Regions from separate parts of the Mus musculus genome. Here regions 2, 3, 4 and 5 are each linked to region 1. A link is a contact called in public ChIA-PET and Micro-C data. All regions are on one chromosome and are shown on one strand. Each heading gives the region's core, a stretch centred on a gene start, on an enhancer-like site or on the middle of the called end of the contact. The rest is flanking DNA. Distances are from core to core; before and after follow the strand shown.

What was found. Hi-C and Micro-C count contacts between places; a contact is called where the count stands out from the background. ChIA-PET counts read pairs in DNA pulled down with a chosen protein or histone mark.
Region 2: a contact with region 1 is called in a Micro-C map of embryonic stem cells, with 5 times the contacts expected there. The contact joins the promoter of Zfp644 here to the promoter of Lrrc8d in region 1. A contact is called at or near these places in 2 of 484 Hi-C or Micro-C datasets (both in embryonic stem cells).
Region 3: an RNA polymerase II ChIA-PET map of memory CD8 T cells shows a contact between it and region 1, with 21 read pairs. The contact joins the promoter of Gbp9 here to the promoter of Lrrc8d in region 1. A contact is called at or near these places in 2 of 39 promoter capture datasets (embryonic stem cells and pre-B cells) and 1 of 115 datasets of contacts at active chromatin or transcription factors (memory CD8 T cells).
Region 4: a contact with region 1 is called in an RNA polymerase II ChIA-PET map of memory CD8 T cells, with 11 read pairs. The contact joins the promoter of Gbp8 here to the promoter of Lrrc8d in region 1. A contact is called at or near these places in 1 of 115 datasets of contacts at active chromatin or transcription factors (memory CD8 T cells) and 1 of 9 other capture datasets (liver).
Region 5: an RNA polymerase II ChIA-PET map of memory CD8 T cells shows a contact between it and region 1, with 35 read pairs. The contact joins the promoter of Gbp4 here to the promoter of Lrrc8d in region 1.

Annotation. Positions count from the first base shown.
Region 1 is chr5:105,697,348-105,701,511 of GRCm38.p6, reverse strand. Lrrc8d (leucine rich repeat containing 8D) reads right to left here and starts at 1,543. Exons shown (of 3, transcript NM_001122768.1): 1 at 1,258-1,543. Gm42166 reads left to right here. Exons shown (of 2, transcript XM_017321263.2): 2 at 649-4,164. The coding sequence ends at 1,624.
Region 2 is chr5:106,695,127-106,698,779 of GRCm38.p6, reverse strand. It overlaps Zfp644 (zinc finger protein 644), which reads left to right and starts at 1,950. Exons shown (of 10, transcript NM_001363318.1): 1 at 1,950-2,248; 2 at 3,081-3,137.
Region 3 is chr5:105,108,373-105,112,362 of GRCm38.p6, reverse strand. It overlaps Gbp9 (guanylate-binding protein 9), which reads left to right and starts at 2,071. Exons shown (of 11, transcript NM_172777.4): 1 at 2,071-2,158.
Region 4 is chr5:105,051,136-105,055,079 of GRCm38.p6, reverse strand. Gbp8 (guanylate-binding protein 8) reads left to right here and starts at 1,519. Exons shown (of 10, transcript NM_029509.4): 1 at 1,519-1,579.
Region 5 is chr5:105,137,342-105,141,177 of GRCm38.p6, reverse strand. Gbp4 (guanylate binding protein 4) reads left to right here and starts at 1,592. Exons shown (of 12, transcript NM_001359079.1): 1 at 1,592-1,698; 2 at 2,361-2,459. The coding sequence starts at 2,445.

The DNA.
Region 1 (4,164 bases), core at 294-2,793:
GTATTAGGTGCTCAGTGAACGCTGTGTGGGTGGGATTTTATTATTTAAATGGCCAGGGAAAGTTTCCGGATATCAGTGCTTCACGTCTATATCTCTTTCAAAAAAAAATAACAAAAACAAAAAAACTCACGTCTTCACAGCTGTCTTGACCAATACAAAATAAAAACTAAAAGAAAACTTTCAAAGTCACGGAGAAGGAAATTGTGGGAGGAAAGAAACCAAACAGGAGCCCCCAAAGTCTCAAGTCAGGGCTCCGGTTCGGCGAGGACGCCCAATACTTGGTCTCATCTCTTCGCCTTCTGCTCCCATTTCTTTACCCTGCTTTTTCTTTCCAGCAATCCTACCTCCCCACTCTCTGCCACGCACACCCCAGCTGCATGGGAACCGCGAGACCTTATACCCCAACCCTCTCCAGAGGGGACCTACCTCTCCTCCCCTCGACCCGAAGCAGTTCTCCTTCACTGCGGATGGCTTAAAAAAAAAAATCAAAGAACAACAACAAAAAAATCTCATTTCCTTATCTGTTAGGGATACCCCACATAAAGGGGGACAGAGACAGAGTGTCCCCCATCGACCCTCCAGTAACTGGAGGTGACAGTCCTCTGGGAAGGCACCCCAGTTCTCCTCTTTTTCAAGCCCCTAAACCAGAATCAAGCAGAAGTCCCGTTCCCAAGAGCCCACGCTTCCAAACAAGCTAGAAGCGGATTATACCGGTACCCAACCCGGAGATGGCCCGCGGCGCGCAGGGTGCACCTGCGGCCCCAGTGCCCTCCCCCCGGGCGCGGAGGGCGGGGCGCAGGGCTCCCCTCCCTTCCCCGCCCCAACCCGCGAGCACCCCGAGTGGCCCACCCGGAGCGGGACGGAGGCGGATGGGGAAGCGTTTCTGCAGAAGTTCAAGGGCTCCTCTCGCCGGCTCCGGGCCAACCAGGCCAGACACCAGACACCCACCTCCTGGAGGACTCGGAGCCACCGCGATAGGCAATCTCCGCCCCTGCGTTCGCGCGCACGGAGGCCGAGGCGGGAGCGCGGCAGCCGGCACCCGGCCCGCGCAGGGCCCAAAGCGAAACAATGTCCCAGCACGGGGTGGGGGGGCTTGGTCGCACTCCCCGCCCCAGGGTCCCGAAGCCCTCCGGAGTTCCCGATCGCAGCCCCGGGAGCAGCCGTGCTCCCCCGCGGCGCCGAGAGGCCGGACGTCTGCGCGCCCCGGGGCCGCTCCACCTGCGCCCTCCCGGCCAGGGTGGACCGACGCGCACCCACCTTCGCGGGCAGCCCGGGCCGCGCGTGCGGGAGCTTAGGCGGAGGCGGGAGGCGGCGGCATCACCTGCGGCGGGCGGCGGCTGCACCGGGACGCGCCCCGGAGGCGCGCGGCGCCCTGGACCCTGAGTCCGCGGCCCCGCCCGCGGCTGCCACCTCTAAGCGCGGCGGAGGAGCCGGGGCACCCCGGGCGGCGGCAGCGGCGGCGACGGGAGCAGCAGCACATGACTCTGTAACGAGGGGAATTAGACAAAGCGTAACATGGACTCCAGGCCCGTGCAGGCGCCGCAGCTCTGGGACCAACCGCAGCCTGCGAGCGCCGCGACTGGCCGGGTCGCAGCCAATGGGGCGGGCCCGGGCCTCCATGTGATTGCCTGCTCTGGGCCCGCGCACCCCGCCGCGCCTGCCTAGGGGGTCGGTCCGGCTGACCCGAGGGGCTGGGTGGCCGGGAGGTGACCGGGATTCTGGGCTGGCTGCTTGAAGCTCAGCAGGTGCACGAGGCGGAGAAGAATGGCCGCCGAACGTCGCCGGAGGCGCAGAGCTTATCTCTTTCAAGCGCACCTGGGCAGGGCATGGTGCCAGGCTGTCTGTTCCCTTGAAGCAACCGGGCTGGGCCGGGAAGCTTCGTCTGTGTTGCAGTTTCAGGAGGCTGTTCTGACCACTAAAAGCTGATCGTTGAGATTGGGAGAACGGGTGCGGGGTAGGCATTAAAAAGTCATCCAGTGCCTTCCAACTGGGAAAAAGCAATTACCTGGGATTCAGGGCTCGTGCACCTAACTTAATGTCTGCGCAAACAGATTTCTCTGCTAACAATGCCTTATCTCGTACGTTTTATTTTCAGCTGAATCGGGACCTCCCTGGTCCCAGTCGTTTAAGCCAAAAACGTCGTGCGTACGAAACAGGCACTTGGGAAGTTGTTCTAAAAAAAGTTTCCCAACTCGATAGCTTTCCGGTGTGTTTTTGTTGCCGTGCGGGTGAAGTTTCCTTAGTGTTCTTTTTTTTTTTTTTTCCTCTGTGGAGAGATGAGGGCCAGGACACCAAGTCAGTCAGGGTAATTATTTTAGTTCAATCAAAACAAACGATTCCTCCCCATACTTCAGTATCTCCTTTCATCTGAAACCTCACGCTTCTGGGAACTCATGCCCAAAAAGATGCCCTCCAGATTCATTTATCATCCAACGCTCTTAAAGAAGGCCAGGATCCTACAGAGAGAGGCAAAAAGGAAAATGTTTTTCTGGGCTCCCAGATGGTGACAGTGGCCCCTAAAAGGTAGAAGTAGGCCGCCCAGACATGGAAGAAGAGGCCAGGCCTTGAGGGCCAACACCCTCCCGCTGAGCAGCCCCAGGCAGTTTTAGATGGAACCTCAGCCTTTTGTTTGCTTCCCGGACCCTCCCGGACTGCAGCCTCTCCAATTCCCTACACCCTGCCAAGGAGGAAGTGCGTGGGCAGCCAGTGTGTGGCAGGTGATGTAATTACAGCCCTGGGTTTGCTGATCTAGGAGGTTAGAGGTTTTCATGCTCCTGACAACTAATGGTGGGACGGCTGGATGAAAAATGTCCTGCTGTTAAAATCAGTTTAGAAAAGTTTCTCCCTTTGCAGAACCACCACTTGCTTTTTCTATCATCTTTTTTTTTTTTCAAGCTGATTCTAGAGGTTTGTGGTTTTTTTATGGTTTTATTATTGGTATAAATTAAAAGGTAGGCCAGGCAGTGGTGGCTCACACCTTTAATCCCAGCATTTGTGAGGCAGAGGCAGGCGGATTTCTTGAGATCGAGGCCAGCTTGGTCTACAGAGTGAGTTCCAGGGCAGCCAGGGCTATACAGAGAAACCCTCTCTCGAAAAACCAACCAAACAAAATCTCAGCACTAGACTGGAGTCAGGAGAAGGATCAAGATTACCCTCAGCTACATAACCAGTTTGAGGCCAGCATGGGTGACATGAGGTCCTGTTTCAAAAAACACTCTCACCCAAGCCCCCCAACCCCCTCCAAATATTGGTATAAATAGAGAAAGCAAAGAACTGATCAGCCAGCCTGTGTGCACACCACAGAGAGAGAACACATTGTCACATGCTGAATGTGAGATCAAGTTTGACAAATTCTTCTGAAATACAATTTGGAAATTGTGTTTTCTTTTTGAGACCAGGTCCCCTGAAGGCCAGGCTGACCTTGAACTCCTGATTTCACCTCCAGCTCTTGCTGAAGTTGCAGGAAAGTGAGTCACCATGCCCAGCCAAAACGTGAGGAAAAAAAAAAGATTTAAAGATTGATATTTAATTATGTGCGTTGTGCAGTCTGTGTGTACTTTTACACAAGTGAAGCAAATGCCCCTGGAGGCCCGAGCTGTGAGCTGCCTGGTGTAGGTGCTGGGAATCAAACTCTGGTCCTCTGTGAGCAGGCACTGAGCCATCTCCTCAGACCCTCAATGTGGACACTTTTTGTTTTTTTTATGGTTTTTTTAGTTTTATTTATTATATCTAAGTACACTGTAACTGTCTTCAGATGCACCGGAAGAGGGCATCAGATGGTTATGAGCCACCATGTGGTTGCTGGGATTTGAACTCATGACCTGTAGAAGAGCAGTCAGTGCTCTTAGCCACTGAACCATCTCTCCAGCCCCATGTTTTTTGTTGTGTTTGAGACAGGTTAAACAGCACTGCCTGTCCTGGAATTCACAGAGATCTGCCTATCTCTGCCTCCCAGCTGCTGGGATTAACTTCATGTGAACATTTTTGAATGCACAACTCCACATCTAGGAATTTTTGCTTTCAGTACATATATGCAAAAGTTATATGTGTGAAAAGTATTTAACACGTGGCACCTGGAGACACAGCTTAATTGGTAGAGTGTTTAACTAGCATGCAGGAAGTTTGGGACTTGATCTCAAATACACAGTACTCCAGGTATGGTGG
Region 2 (3,653 bases), core at 701-3,200, 1.0 Mb before region 1:
TGTCTCTGAGCCTCACAGGCTACAGTTACAGACCTGATGTCATGTCCATCCAGCTCTTACAAGAGTTCTGGAATCTGAACTCCATCTAGTCTTCACACTGAACAGTGCGCTTTGCCCCCTGGGCCATCTCCCCAGTTCAATTAAACTTTAGATATATTTTATAGGAAAGTATTTGCATACTGAGTCTATTTTCTGTTTTATGAGGTTATTTATTCGTTTATTTATTTATTTTTCTCAACAGGATTTCTTTGTGTAGCCCTAGCTATTCTGGAAGTCTCTTTATAGACGAGGCTAGCCTCAAATTAGCAATTCCCCCACCTCCATAGTGCTGGGAATAAAGGTACTCACCACCGTGCCTGACTCTCATGAGAGCTTTTGTTTATAATTTTAAAAGCTTTATGTTTTTAACCTCCCCACTCCCTACTAAGATGAAAGTAGACTCTTTTCTTAGAACTATGGAAACTCATTTATTCAACACTTTATATAATCTGAATACACACACACACACACACAAAGTATCTGGAGATCCCATACATCGATATATTTTATATATCTGAAATGTGCCCTGAAGTATGCAAGGCTTGGTTCCAGGTGATAGGCCTTTGAGTTCTGCAGGTTAACAGACCTGGTGGGTCAGGAGACATGGCTCACTGGCCAAGAGTACCTTATGTGCTTGCTGGGGACTCAGGATCAGGTCCCTTGTGATATTTCCACATGATGGCCTGTCATTTGCAGCTCCAGTTTCAGGTCCTTCCTGAGGCTCATTTGGACTCTGTGGTACCAGGCATGAAGCATGCGGTGCACAGCCATACATTCAAGCAAAACCCAAACTCATGAGATGAGAATAAGTCTCTAAAGTGCATCTCCTCCAAGCAGTTGGCTGAAAATGGACACAGATTTATTTGTTGTGTATCTATCTATTCGTATATATGAAGGAAAGCTTTCATTTTGAAACAGCTCAACAGTCTAATCTCTCTTTGCCACTTTAGGTTGTAATGAACTTGAACAGGTGACAAGAATGCCTGACACACACACAGCATGAACTCTAGTTGTCAGCAGTTACTAGCAAGCGAAATAATTAGAGTGGATAGTGAAATGTTCGTTCTTTGGGATACATTTGCTGCTTCTGAAGGCACCGTTTTTCAGGAAAGATACTCCCATTCTTGACAAATAAATGTAATTATGGTGTATTCCTGTGAATGTTAATAATATCTCGAAGGCTTGGAGGTGCATAGTTCATGATTACTGCTTAACTACTAAAAAACGTTTTAAAGTTTTTCATGAGAAAAAGTTCAGCGAAACCAAAGAATTTAGTAAGGCAGGCCCATCAGAGTATTCTAGAACGTTTAGCTCACCTTCAACAGGTTAGGAACTTGTTGACTCGGTTCAAAAGCAAAGCGAATACCTCTAATTAGTGCGCTGCTTCCCTCAGAAGCCCATGGCTGAATGCTTGTTAAAAGGGAGATTTAGAAGACCCTCTGGGGAATCTATTGATTACCTGAAGAGTTAACCAGCATTTCTGACGTCTCTTTGCATGACTCCAATTTGGACAATCAAGGCATGTTCCTTAGTGCAGAATCTGCCCTTGCAGAGTCCAAGGAACCCAAATCCGGGCCTTCTTTTTGGGTGTCTTGTCTGGGTAACTGAATTTCTATACCTGATGCTTTTGCCACCTGGCCTGTTTAACATCATAAAACCTGTCTGTGCCAGTTCTCCAAGGTAGGCCTGATATATGTTGCTGGTTCTTTCAACAGCTGGAAAAGGGAACAGGTTTTTGGCAAACTAGCGATTGCAGACACCAGAGATGGGCCTATTCCACCTTAAAGGGCCTAGGCATTCCTGGTACTTGGGTCTTGCAGAGTTTGGTCGCCACCATATTTGGAGCGTGCCTACTTTGGGGCGGGAACCTCCTCCGGAGTGGTTAGGTCACCGCTGGGGGAGGTGACCTTGTTTGGTTTTGGCACGGGAGAGCAGCGGTGCAGCGTTGCTGCCGCCCCCCGTGGGTCTGATTGGCACGGGAGCTCCGGCGGCCCGAGAGCACGGGCGCGCCTCGCTGGCTTCCCCCGGCGGCCGGCGGCCAGGCAGAGGCGGGAAAGCCGCGCGCCTGCGCCGTGGGAACCGAGGCCGGAGGCGAGAAGCGGGGAGCGGAGGGGGCCGTTGGAGCCGAGTAGCGTACAGAGCGGCGTGTGACGCGGGGACGCCGCGCGCTCCCAACGTCGCCCCGGTTTGACGCACACGGCACCAAACTGTGAGTTTCGGGGGTCTTATTCGGTCGGATTAGCCCCGGCCCCGGCCGCGTTTCGGACGTCCGGGCTGAGGCGGTGGCGGGACTGAGGGTGGCGGAAGAAGTTGTGGGGGGACCCGGCCCGCGGCGCTCGGGCCCGGGGAGCTACGCCCTAGGCTGGCTCCCAACCCTCGGAAAGGACGCGTTTTGCCGCACAGGCTAAGATGGCGGCTGCTGCCGAGGAGGCGGAGTTGCTGCTGCACAAGGAGCCCGGGCCGCGGGGTCCGGGAGGCGGCGGTCGCGGGGGGCCGCGGAACCTTAGGTGAGCGGCGGCGGCCGCCGCGGGGCGGGACTCGGAGGCGGGCGCGCGGGGCGGGGGGTGCCTTTCCGCTGCGGCGGCGGCGGATCCGGTGGCGGACACAAAGGGGCCGAGCCGGGCTCTGGACTCGGGGGGTTTTGTTTAGTCACATGTAGCGGAGCAGCCAGTGAGCGGTAGGGGGAAGGGGGCCGAGACCCGGAGGTCCGGGGAGCCCTGCGGTCGCCATTGTAACTCCCCGAGTAACGGGGGCGGTCCGAGAGCAGTCAGGCGGCGCCCCGTGCGCGGCTAGGCTACTCTGTCCGGGCCTGTAGCCCCGGCCCTGGAGGTAACTGTCCACACCCCTCCCCTGACTTTGGGACCAGAGCGCATAGCCTTCCCCTTCTTCCCACTGGTCTGCAACATCTTGTGCCGCTAAGTGCCTGAGAAGTAACTCCAAGAGGTAAAAAAAAAAGAAAAAAAAAGAAAAAAAAACACTCGAAGTGTTTGGGTGGCCACGGGGCTTGGTGGGTATCTAGCTAAAGCTTTTTGCCTCTCCAGGTCTGATTCCCTGGCCTTTGTGTCCCTGGGAGCTTAATCTCTGCCAGAGGAAAGCAGGTGTGTGCTCCGTCCACTCCTCCCGAGAACATGAAGATGAGTTGTCCCAGACCCTTCCCCGTGATTGGAAACTTAGGTGGTTTCTTGTTGCGAGACTTCCACAGACGACTCTCGTGTTGGGATCCATCCATGGTTTAGCGACATTAGTGGAAAAGTTCTCTTCAACTGTTAAAATAATACTGACTTAAATGTAGTTGTTATAAAACTTTCGTATTAGCTTTCAAATTTTATGTGATAAAACTCAACGAGGGGATGCCCACGGCTTGTGGCCCTGAAATGATGTTGGTCCTGTTGTGTGCACAAGTTAATTTCCACAGAAGTATCCAAACACCATCACGTGTTGTGGCCAGTCCTGACTGATGCCAAGTTTACTGCATCTGGGAGATGTGTTGGATTTGCCTTAATCGTGTTGTAGTTTAGTTAATTTTGGCCCCACGAAGGAAAGTGTTTCAGAACCTAAACAACTAAAGTTCCCCAGATCAAGAAAACCTGCTTCAGGGCCATGTGTAAGTATCT
Region 3 (3,990 bases), core at 822-3,321, 590 kb after region 1:
GCTGTGAACAGACACCATGGCCAAGACAAGTCTTATAAAGGACAACATATATTTGAGGCTGGCTTACAGGTTCAGAGTTACAGTCCATTATCAAAGTGGGAGCATTACAGCATTCAGGTAGGCGTGGTGAAGGAGGAGCTGAGAATTCTACATCTTTATCTGAAGCCTGTTAGCAGAATACTGACTTCCAGACAGATAGATTGAGGGTCTTCAAGGCACATCCATTCCAAAAGCCACACCCACAAAGCCACACCTACTCCAACAAGGCCACACCTCCTAACAGTACCACTCCCTGGGCCTGGCACATACAAACCATCACACTGGTAGAGGCAGTACTTACTTGGGTAGGAATGATGAAAACGAGGCCTAAAACACTGTACCACTGCTTAGTGTAACTCCCTTTCGCTCATCCTCAGGAGGCAACGCCAGAGCTGAAAGCTTCAACAGGTCCACAGAGTATAAATTTATACTCTCCAGATGGAAATGTTCTGTCTTTGACCACCCAGTATTTAAAAAAAATATTCTATGGCATAGTTACCTGACAACAATCATGGTACAAACATTCTACAGTAACTCAATGTTTTCTGCTCTTACATCTTCACTAGTATAAGTCTTAGGACCAGGAGTCAAGGTCAGAGGATTTGTGAGTCTCCTTTTTAAGTCATATTCTGGTGTGGTACTGTGCATTGAGTATTTCATTGTCGCACATTATTTGGTACTTTTGTTTCTTTCTATACAGAAATAGGTATTTGATAATATTCATGATGAATAGAGAGAGAGTTCACTGAAGTAGAATTAAGGTACCAGTTTACCTCCATGCTGCTGACCTGCTCCTTTGTCCCTTTATCACTCTGAGTTCTGCACCTAATGTCTAGGAGAATAAATTAAGGACCCTGAAGCTAGGTGCCTGGATATGGCCCAGTCTCCAAGGGGTACTCCCTTGTTTAATCCTTCCTGTGAAAACACAATGGATCACACTCTGCAGCTCTCCCCACTGCTTTGTGTTTCATCCTTTACAAATGGTGTTCAATCTCCCATCAGGGACAAAGTTCAGATCCCAAACTGGCTGCCTTCCTAAGAGCTCAGAAAATAAAGCTTCATTTTTAAGCTTCCACCTCTGAAGTGAGTTTTCTTAGCTGCTACCCTGAACACAACTCCTACTTACTATTCTTTAATTACTTCTTTAAAAACAGTTTTCAGAACAACTGTTGTGTTTTCTGAAAAAGAAAAAGAAGCCAGGGATATGTGTGGTGGAGGTGGGGTATGGTGAAGTGGAAGGTGGTATGGGGGGTGGGGGCATGCTGAGGCATCCTGTCCTCCTGAGGTACCAGCCACACAATTGTATAGTATAGAATAGAGTTTATTTTGGACATGGACAGGGGATTTGAAAGGGTAGTAGAGACAGAGAAAGAGGAACAGAGAGAGGGAGACAGGAAGCAGGGAGAGGACTTGAGAAAGAAGAGGGTAAGAAAGGAAGAGAGGAAGATCTCAGGGAGAGAGATTGAAAGAGAGAGAGAGAGAGAGAGAGGGAGAGAGAGAGGGCAGAGTGGACAAGCAGCCCTTTTTATAGTGAGTCATGCCCAGCTCGCTGTTGTCAGGAAACTGTGGGACAGAGTCCAGAAAGAAATGGCAACAGTTATGGTTCCTGTTTTAGAAAACACGTTTAAAACATTAAAGCTCTTCACTCAAAAAGCACCTGGAATTTCCCCTGAGAGAAGCACACGTGCAATCCTCCCAGATTGTGTCATTTCCACTGATAGGGGTCTGGGTTTACTGTGCTTTATCTGTGCCTAGAAGGCTGAGGAAACTGGAGATGGGTTCCAAAGAAAGAGAATGTAAACTCTTTCCACAGTGGAGGCCTGCTGTCCCTTGGCTGCAACACAGTTTCTCACTGACTTTTCTGACACTAAGCATCCTCTGACCTCCCCTTCCAGTCTTGGCCAAGTTAACAATGCCTTGGCTTACTTTACTTTCAGTTTTGTTTCTGCTGCATCCTGTGTGTGTGTGTGTGTGTGTGTGTGTGTGTGTGTGTGTGTGTGTGTGTGTGGTCAGCGCACATAAAAGAGGAACAAAGAGAGCAGGAGGGAGGAGAGCAGAAGTGAGCCTGAGGAGGCAGCAGCAGCTGAGAACTGCACTTGGACCTGTGCTGTGGGACCAGGTATATTTACTTTTCCTTTCTTTAAGGAGCAACTTAGTCTGGACCTCAGCTTGATTTCCAAGTCAAAGGGGCAACTGAGGGAGGGGGAAGGGAGGCAGATTATGAGCTCTCTGGTCTGCAGGGGGCTGTGGCTGGCTTTAGGTCTAAGAGGTCAGTTTCTTTCCTCTGACAAAGGACAGATACAAAGTTGTAGCCTGACACAGCTGGCTGCCCTGCTCTGTTGGAGAAGCTGTGGGAAGAGCCCTGGTCCTGCCTCAGCTGGGACCACAGCTACAGCTCCTGCCCTGGTTCACAGGCAGCTGTAGTCAGAGGGAAGTCTTTCTGTGGAGGAACCCTGTGAGGAAAATTCAGCACAAGAGCTTGGCAAACCTCTATCTCGAAATAACTTAGTTCCTACCTCACTGACTTTGAATTAAGTGTAAGAAAATAGTCCAGTTCTCTCTTGATGTTTATGTTGTATGAGATGTAGAGATCACGTAGTGCTATGTGCATTTTGTTTGGGCTGCTAGTCTTATTTCACATGGAACTAAGCTGCAGAGAGCCTGGTTTCTGGAATTAAGTGATGTCACCTGTATCTAACGTCTTAGGATTTTGCACATTCTCTTTTCTTGGCATAATGTCTTCATGCTCATGTGGGACTAAAGACAGGGCAGGGGAGGTAGGTTACTGTGTTGTCTGGTCTGCAGGGTCCATGGATAGCCTTAAGTATATGAAGGTCTATAAAGTAGTGTGCAGTAGAATTTTATTCCTTTTTTTTTTTTTTTTTTTTTGCTGAATAACATTCTATTGTGCATGCTATCAGACTGTGTTAATGTATGCATCTGTTGGTGATCTGTTGGTGGGAGACTGGGCTGTGTCCACATTGTGGGTATTGTAAATACAGATGCTATGATCAATACAGCTCAAAGGTCCATCCAAGTCCTTGTTTTCTAGTTTGTTTATGTTGTAATCAAAGAAGAGCTTTTAGGTCAAACATAACTATATATTATCTCAGAAGTCAGGACTGTTTCCTGTGAGGTAATATTCTGTGTTCTAGGCTGCAGAGTACAGACACCTGAGTTGTTTAAATTCCAGGTGACATGTATTTGTTTTTGCCTTGTGTGGTAGCTGTCCTTGTGTGTATGAAGTGATGCTTTGTGATTTGATTGGCACTTCCTCACTGTTTTTCAAAGCCACGTTATAATGAACACTGGGTCTGAAGAATTATTGAGCAACAAAACCAAGTAGCTCTTAAAATAACTTCATTTATGCTAAACCTGCAAACATCAGCAAACCTAAGCAAACAATTTCAAATAAATATATATGTTAACCCAAAGCAAGCCTCAGCCTCACTGAGCTATAAGAAGCCAAATCACACATCATCAAGTGACTCTAGAATCTTTTTTTCTTCTTAAATTGGGTATTTTTTACATTTCCATTTCCAATGCTATCCCAAAAGTCCCCCACACACTCCCCCACCCACCCACATCCACTTCTTGGCCTTGTCGTTCCCCTGTACTGAGGCATATAAAGTTTGCACGACTAATGGGCCTCTCTTTCCACTGATGGCTGACTAGGCCATTTTCTGATGCATATGCAACTAGAGACAGGAGCTCCAGGGGGGTACTGGTTAGTTCATATTGTTGTTCCACCTATAGAATTGCAGAACCCTTTAGCTTCTTGGCTACTTTCTCTAGCTCCTCCATTGGGGGCCCTGTGGTCCACCCAATAGCTTACTGCGAGCATCCACTTCTGTGTTTGCTAGGCCCCGACATAGTCTCACAAGAGACAGCTATATGAGGGTCCTTTCAGCAAAATCTTGCTAGTGTATGCAATGGTGTCAGCGTTTGGAA
Region 4 (3,944 bases), core at 270-2,769, 650 kb after region 1:
GCTGCTCCCCTCAATCCTGTCTCAGCAGTGCCACTCAACTGACAAGAACTGGACACATCCCTGCTCTGTTCCAGACCAGAGACTCCCCTGGCCTTAGTGGAATCCAAGAACCTGCTGACATGAACTTCTTCCCAGTCCTGGTGTGGACTCTGTGTGTGTTCTACCTGGGCCTGCAAATGGGTGGCCATGTGGACCCAACAGATGAATAGGGGGAGAGTTCACTGAAGTAGAATTAAGGTACCAGTTTACCTCCATGCTGCTGACCTGCTCCTTTGTCCCTTTATCACTCTGAGTTCTGCACCAAATGTCTAGGAGAGTAAATTAAGGACCCTGAAGCTAGGTGCCTGGATATGGCCCAGTCTCTGAGGGGTACTCCCTTGTTTAATCCTTCCTGTGAAATCACAATGGATCGCTCTGCAGCTCCCTGCCCCCCCCCCCCCCGCTTTGTGTTTCATCCTTTACAAATGGTGTTCAATCTCCCATCAGAGACAAAGTTCAGATCCCAAACTGGCTGCCTTCCTAAGGGCTCAGAAAATAAAGCTTTCATTTTTAAGCTTCCATCTCAGAAGTGAGTTTTCTTAGCTTCTACCCTGAACACAACTCCTACTTACTATTCTTTAATTACTTCTTTAAAATCAGTTTTTAGATCAACTGTTGTGTTTTCTGAAAAAGAAAAAGAAGCCAGGGATATGTGTGGTGGAGGCGTGGTATGTTGAGGTGGTAGGTGGTGTCTCAGAGGGCACATGCTGAGGAATCCTGTCCTCCTGAAGTACCAGCCACACAATTGTATAGTATAGAATAGAGTTTATTTTAGACATGAAGAGGGGATTTGAGAGGGTAGTAGAGACAGAGAAAAAGGAAGGGAGGAAGCAGGGAGAGGAATGGAGAAGAAAGAGGGTAAGAAAGGAAGAGAGGAAGATTTCAGGGAGAGAGATTGAGGGGGGGGGGGCAGAGTGGACAAGCAGCCCTTTTTATAGTGAGTCATGTCCACCTGGCTGTTGCCAGGTAACTGTGGGGCAGAGTCCAGAAGAAATGGCAACAGTGATGGTTCCTGTTTTAGAAAACACAGGTTTAAAACATTAAAGCTCTTCGCTCAAGAAGCACCTGGAATTTCCCCTGAGAGAAGCACACTTGCAATCCTCCCAGATTGTGTCATTTCCACTGATGGGGCCCTGGGTTTACTGTGCTTTATCTGTGCCTAGAAGGCTGGAGGAAACTGGAGATGGGTTCCAAAGAAAGAGAATGTAAACTCTTTCCACAGTGGAGGCCTGCTGTCCCTTGGCTGCAACACAGTTTCTCACTGGCTTTTTCTGACACTAAGCATCCTCTGACCTCCCCTTCCAGTCTTGGGCAAGTTAACAATGCCTTGGTTTACTTTACTTTCAATTTTGTTTTTGCTGCTGCCTGTGTGAGTGTGTGTGTGTGTGTGTGTGTGTGTGTGTGTGTGTGTGTGTGTGTGTGTGTGTGGTCAGCTCACATAAAGGAGGAGCAAAGAGAGCAGGAAGTGAGGAGAGCAGAAGTGAGCCTGAGGAGGCAGCAGCAGCTGAGAACTGCACTTGGACCTGTGCTGTGGGACCAGGTATATTTACTTTTCCTTTCTTTAAGGAGCAACTTAGTCTGGACCCCAGCTTGATTTCCAAGTCAAAGTGGCAACTGAGGGAGGGGGAAGGGAGGCGGGTTCTGTGCTCTCTGGTCTGCAGGGGGCTGTGGCTGGCTTTAGGTCTAGGAGGTGAGTTTCTTTCCTCTGACAAAGGACAGATACAAAGTGGCAGCCTGACACTCCTGGCTGCCCTGCTCTGTTGGTGAAGCTGTGGGAAGAGCCCTGGTCCTGCCTCAGCTGGGACCACAGCTACAGCTCCTGCCCTGGTTCACAGCCAGATGAATGTCTTTCTGTGGAGGAACCTTGTGAAGAAAATTCAGCAAAAGGGCTTGGCAAACATCTATTTGGACATAAACTTAGTTTCTTCCTGACGTACTTTTTATTAAGTTTAGTAAGTAGATAGCAAAGTTGTCTCTTGATATTTAGTTTTTGTTTTGTTTTGTTTTCTTTTTTTGGAGGGGGTGGGGGAGATATAGAGATCCCATGGGCTCTATGCATTTTGTTTGGGCTGCTCTTCTTATCTCATTAATGGGTCTAAGCTGCAGAGAGACTGTCTTGTGGAATCAAGTGACTTCTGGGGATTGTACACATTCTCTGCCCTTGGCATAATGTCCTCTTGCTTATCTGGGACTGAGGGCAGGGGAGGCAGGTTATGTGTTGTCTGGCCTGCAGGGGTCTGTGGCTGGCTTTAAGTCTATGAAGGTCTATGAAGTTGGGTAAAGTAATTAATTGTATTCCCTTCTCTGGCTGAAGAATATTCTATTGTGTGTGCTATCAGACTGTGTTAATGTATGCATCTATTGGTGATCTGTTGATGGGAGACTGGGCTGTTTCCACATTGTGGGTATTGTAAACACAACTGCGATGAACAACACAGATCAAAGGTCCATCCAAGTCCTTGTTTGCTAGTTTGTTTGTGTTGTAATCAAATAAGAGTTGTTAGATCATATGAAACTATTCATTTTCTCAGAAGCCATGACTGTTTTCCCTGAGGGAATATTCTGTGTTTTTAGCTGCAGAGTACAGACACCTGAGTTGTTTAAATTCCAGGTGACATGTATTCATTTTTGCATTGTGTGGTAGCTATCCTGATGAGTATGAAGTGATGCCTTGTGGTTTGATTGGGACTTCCTCAATGTTTGTCACAGGGTCTGAAGAATTATTGAGGAACAATATCATGTAGCTCTTAAAATAACCTAGTCCGTGCTGATGCAAACATCAGCAAAACTAAGCAATTAATTTCAAATGATATATATGTTAGCCCAAAGCAAACCTCAGCCTCAGTGAGTTATAAGAAGCCAAATCACACACGATCATGTGACTCTAGACTCTGACACCAGGTTCTCCAGCCTGGCAAAGCAGAAATCATGTAAAGAAAAGTTTATTTTGCATCCAATGTTTCCCTAATATAGCCTGATTGACATTCTATCCTAGGAACTAAAGACACTAAACCATTCACTATGGTACTTCCCTGTTTGTACACTGCATCTTTTTCAAATAATTTTTTCTTAACTTCTATAGTTCTCTTGTGCCAGATGATTAGCAATATTGAATATTATCTTGTGTGCTCTTGGATGTTTGCAGGCCTTTTCTGCAGATATATCCATCTCCTCAGCAATTTTCTCAGTTTAGAACTGACTTGTCTATGATGAGTTGTAAAGGAACTTTATTACACATGTGATTTACAGGTCGTCTTCACCCATTCTTGAGTTGCCCTTTTACTTTCTTTATAGAATGCTCTGGTGCACAACGGTTCTTAATCTTACAAAGTCTGTTTTCTCTATTTATTTGCTCATGTTGAGGTTTTATTTTCATGTTCAAGAAATAATCTTTACTTGAAACACAAGTTAGGTAAAACTGAGATCAGGTTAGCCCCAGGTTAGCCTGTTGCAATTAAGCTCTGTGTTGCTTCCTGCAGACAGGACCTGTGTCAGGTAGGGTGCAGGTAGGCACTAAAAAGTCTAACAAGGACACATGTAATTCCCACCTTTTATTCAGCTGTACATCTCAGTGTAATTAATTGGTATTGCTCACAGTTTCTACATATTTTCAGCCATATAGAAATCTATTCATGGATATACCAAGGCCTGTGAGACTACTAGTCTGCCACTTTGCTGGTTGTTTGCTGGGTTGACCTTGATGAATATCACTATGGTTTAGATTTTATTATACTGAATTAAAGCTTTATAGATGAGAGCAGCCCATTTGTTACAAATGCTTCTTTAGAACTTTGAAGAATAATGAAGAGAAGGAGGCCATCTGGACTGCAGATTCAAGGATACATGCTGCCAGATGAAGCTACACAATGCCAACAGGAAACCTACAAAGGTCACCAACTGGTCTT
Region 5 (3,836 bases), core at 343-2,842, 560 kb after region 1:
GCTCACTCACACACACACACACCTCTCTCTCTCTTTTTCTCTTTCTCGATATAATATAGAAGAGAAACACAGGCAAAGGATCATAGAGATTTATCCTGATGTTTTGTAGATTCACTTGAGTGCTGAAGTGAACAAAAGGCTTAAGCAAGTGTTAGAGGCAGCCCTGCTCCTGCTGCTCCCCTCAATCCTGTCTCAGAAGTGCCACTCAACTGACAAGAGCTCCAGACCAGAGACTCCCCTGGCCTTAGTGGCATCCAAGAACCTGCTGACATGAACTTCTTCCCAGTCCTGGTGTGGACTCTTGTGTGAGTTCTACCTGGGCCTGCAAATAGGTGGCCATGCAGAGCTAACAGATGAATAGGGGGAGAGTTCACTGAAGTAGAATTAAGGTACCAGTTTACCTCCATGCTGCTGTCCTGCTCCTTTGTCCCTTTATCACTCTGAGTTCTGCACCAAATGTCTAGGAGAGTAAATTAAGGACCCTGAAGCTAGGTGCCTGGATATGGCCCAGTCTCCAATGGGTACTTCCTTCTTTAATCCTTCCTGTGAAAACACAATAGATCACTCTGCAGCCCCACCCAACACCCTCGCTTTGTGTTTCATCCTTTACAAATAGTATTCAATCTCCCATCAGAGACAAAGTTCAGATCCCAAACTGGCTGCCTTCCTAAGGGCTCAGAAAATAAAGCTTTCATTTTTAAGCTTCCATCTCAGAAGTGAGTTTTCTTAGCTTCTACCCTGAACACAACTCCTACTTACTATTCTTTAATTACTTCTTTGAAAACAGTTTTTAGATGGACTGTTGTGTTTTCTGAAAAAGAAAAAAGAAGCCAGGGATATGTGTGGTGGAGGCGGGGTATGGTGAGGTGGAAGGTGGTGTCTCTGAGGGCTCCTGCTGAGGCATCCTTTCCTCCTGAAGTACCAGCCACACAATTGTATAGTATAGAATAGAGTTTATTTAAGACATGGAGAGTGGAATTTGAGAGGGTAGTAGAGACAAAGAAAGGGGAACAGAGAGAGGGAGGAGGAAGCAGGGAGAGGACTGGAGAAGGAAAGAGGGTAAGAAAGGAAGAGAGGACTATCTGAGCAAGAGAGATAGAGATAGATAGATAGAGAGAGAGAGAGAGAGAGAGAGAGAGAGAGAGAGAGGGAGGGAGGGAGGGAGAGGGGACAGTGATGGTTCCTGTTTTAGAAAACACAGGTTTAAAACATTAAAGCTCTTCACTCAAAAAGCACCTGGAATTTCCCCTGAGAGAAGCACACGTGCAATCCTCCCAGATTGTGTCATTTACACTGATGGGGGCCTGGGTTTACTGTGCTTTATCTGTGCCTAGAAGGCTGGAGGAAACTGGAGATGGGTTCCAAAGAAAGAGAATGTAAATACTTTCCACAGTGGAAGCCTGCTGTCCCTTGGCTGCAACAGAGTATCTCACTGACTTTTCTGACACTAAGCATCCTCTGACCTCCCCTTCCAGTCTTGGCCAAGTTAACAATGCCTTGGTTTACTTTACTTTCAGTTTTGTTTTTGCTGCATCCTGTGTGAGTGTGTGTGTGTGTGTGTGTGTATGTGTGTGTGTGTGTGTGTGGTCAGCGCACATAAAAGAGGAGCAAAGAGAGCAGGAAGTGAGGAGAGCAGAAGTGAGCCTGAGGAGGCAGCAGCAGCTGAGAACTGCACTTGGACCTGTGCTGTGGGACCAGGTATATTTAATATTTACTTTTCCTTTCTTTAAGGAGCAACTTAGTCTGGACCTCAGCTTGATTTCCAAGTCAAAGGGGCAACTGAGGGAGGGGGAAGGGAGGCAGGTTCTGTGCTCTCTGGTCTGCAGGGGGCTGTGGCTGGCTTTAGGTCTAGGAGGTGAGTTTCTTTCCTCTGACAAAGGACAGATACAAAGTTGTAGCCTGACACAGCTGGCTGCCCTGCTCTGTTAGACACACTATGGGAAGAGCTCTGGTCCTTCCTCAGCTGGGACCACAGCAACAGCTCCTGCCCTGGTTCACAGGCAACTGTTGTCAAAGGAACATGTAGGAACCTTGTGCGGAAAATTCAGCACTTGACCTTGGCAAATATTTTTTGGAAATAAACTTAGTTTGTACCTCATCATCTTTTTAAGTTTAGTAAGTAGTCAAGCTCTGTCTTGGTGTTTAGGGTTTGTGTGTGTGTGTGTGTGTGTGTGTGTGTCTGTGTGTCTGTGTGTGTGTGTGTGTGTGTGTGTGATGTAGAGATCACATGGGCTCTCTGCATTTTGTTTGGGCTGCTCTTCTTATCTCATTAAAGGGATTAAGCTGCAGAGAGACAGTGTTGTGGAATCTGTGACTTCTGGGGATTGACACATTCTCTGTCCTTGGCATAATGTCCTCAGGCTCATCTGGGACTGGAGTGCAGAGGAGGGGAGGCAAGTTATGTGTTGTCTGACCTGCAGAGGTCTGTGGCTGGCTTTAAGTCTATGAAGGTCTACAAGGTAGTGTACAGTAGTTAATTTTATTCTCTTCTCTGGCTGAATAATATACAATTTGGTGTGCCATCACATTGTGGTGGGAAACTGGGCTTAATCCACATTGTGGGTATTGTGAACACAGCTACCATGATCATTAAAGATCAAAGGTCCATCCAAGTCCTTTTTGCTAGTTTGTGCTGAAATCAAAGAAGAGCTGTTAGATCAAATGTAACTTTCCATTGTCTTAGAAACCAGGATTGTTTCTCATGAGGAAATATTCTGTGTTCTTAGCTGCAGAGTACAGACACCGGAGTTGTTTAAATTCTGGGTTACATGGATTTGTTTTCCCATTGTGTGGTAGCTGTCCTGATGAGTATGAAGTGATGCCTTGTGGTTTGATTTGGACTTCCTCAATGTTTGTCACAGGGACTGAAGAATTATTGAGGAACAATACCATGTAGCTCTTAAAATAACCTAGTTTGTGCTTAAACTGCAAAGATCAGCAAAACTAAGCAGGTAATTTCAAATAATATATATGTTAGCCCAAAGCAAGCCTTAGCCTCAGTAAGCTCTAAGAAGCCAAATCACACATGATCATGTGACTATAGACTCTTACACCTGGTCCCTCAGCATGGCAAAACAGAAATCATATAATGAAAAGTTTCTTCATTTTGCAACCAATGTTTCCCTAATACATTCTGTAATGGGAACAGAGACACTTCAGCATTCACTCTGGTACTTCACAGTTTGTACATTCTATCTTTTTCAGATAATTTTTTTAATTTAAATTTTTTTGTACAAAGTGATTAGCAATAATGAATATGATCTTGTGTGCTCATGGATGTTTGTAAGCCTTCTCTGCAGAAATAAGCACCCAGTGATTTTCTCTGTTTAGAAATGAGTTATCTGTGATGAGTTGTATTGCTATTTTGTTGAAGATAGTAACCCTTTATCAAACATGTGATTTACAAGTAGTCTTCACCCACTTTTGGGTTGCCTTTTTACACTGTTTATAGAATCCTTTGGTGCAGAAAAGTCCTTAATTTTAGAAAGTCTGTTTTTTTTTCTATTTATTTGCTCGGGTTGAGATTTTGTTTTCATGTTCAAGAAATAATCCGTACTTGAAACACAAGTTAGGTAAAACTGAGATCAGGGTAGCCCCAGGTTGGCCTGTTGCAATTAAGCTCTGTGTTGCTTCCTGCAGACAGGACCTGTGTCAGGTAGGGTGGAGGTAGGCAGTAAAAAGTCTAACAAGGACACATGTAATTCCCACCTTTTATTCAGCTGCACATCTCAGTGTAATTAAGTGGTATTGTTCACAGTTTCTACATATTTTCAGCCATATAGAAATCTATTCATGGCTATACCAAGGGCTGAGAGGCTAGTAGTCTGCCATTTTGC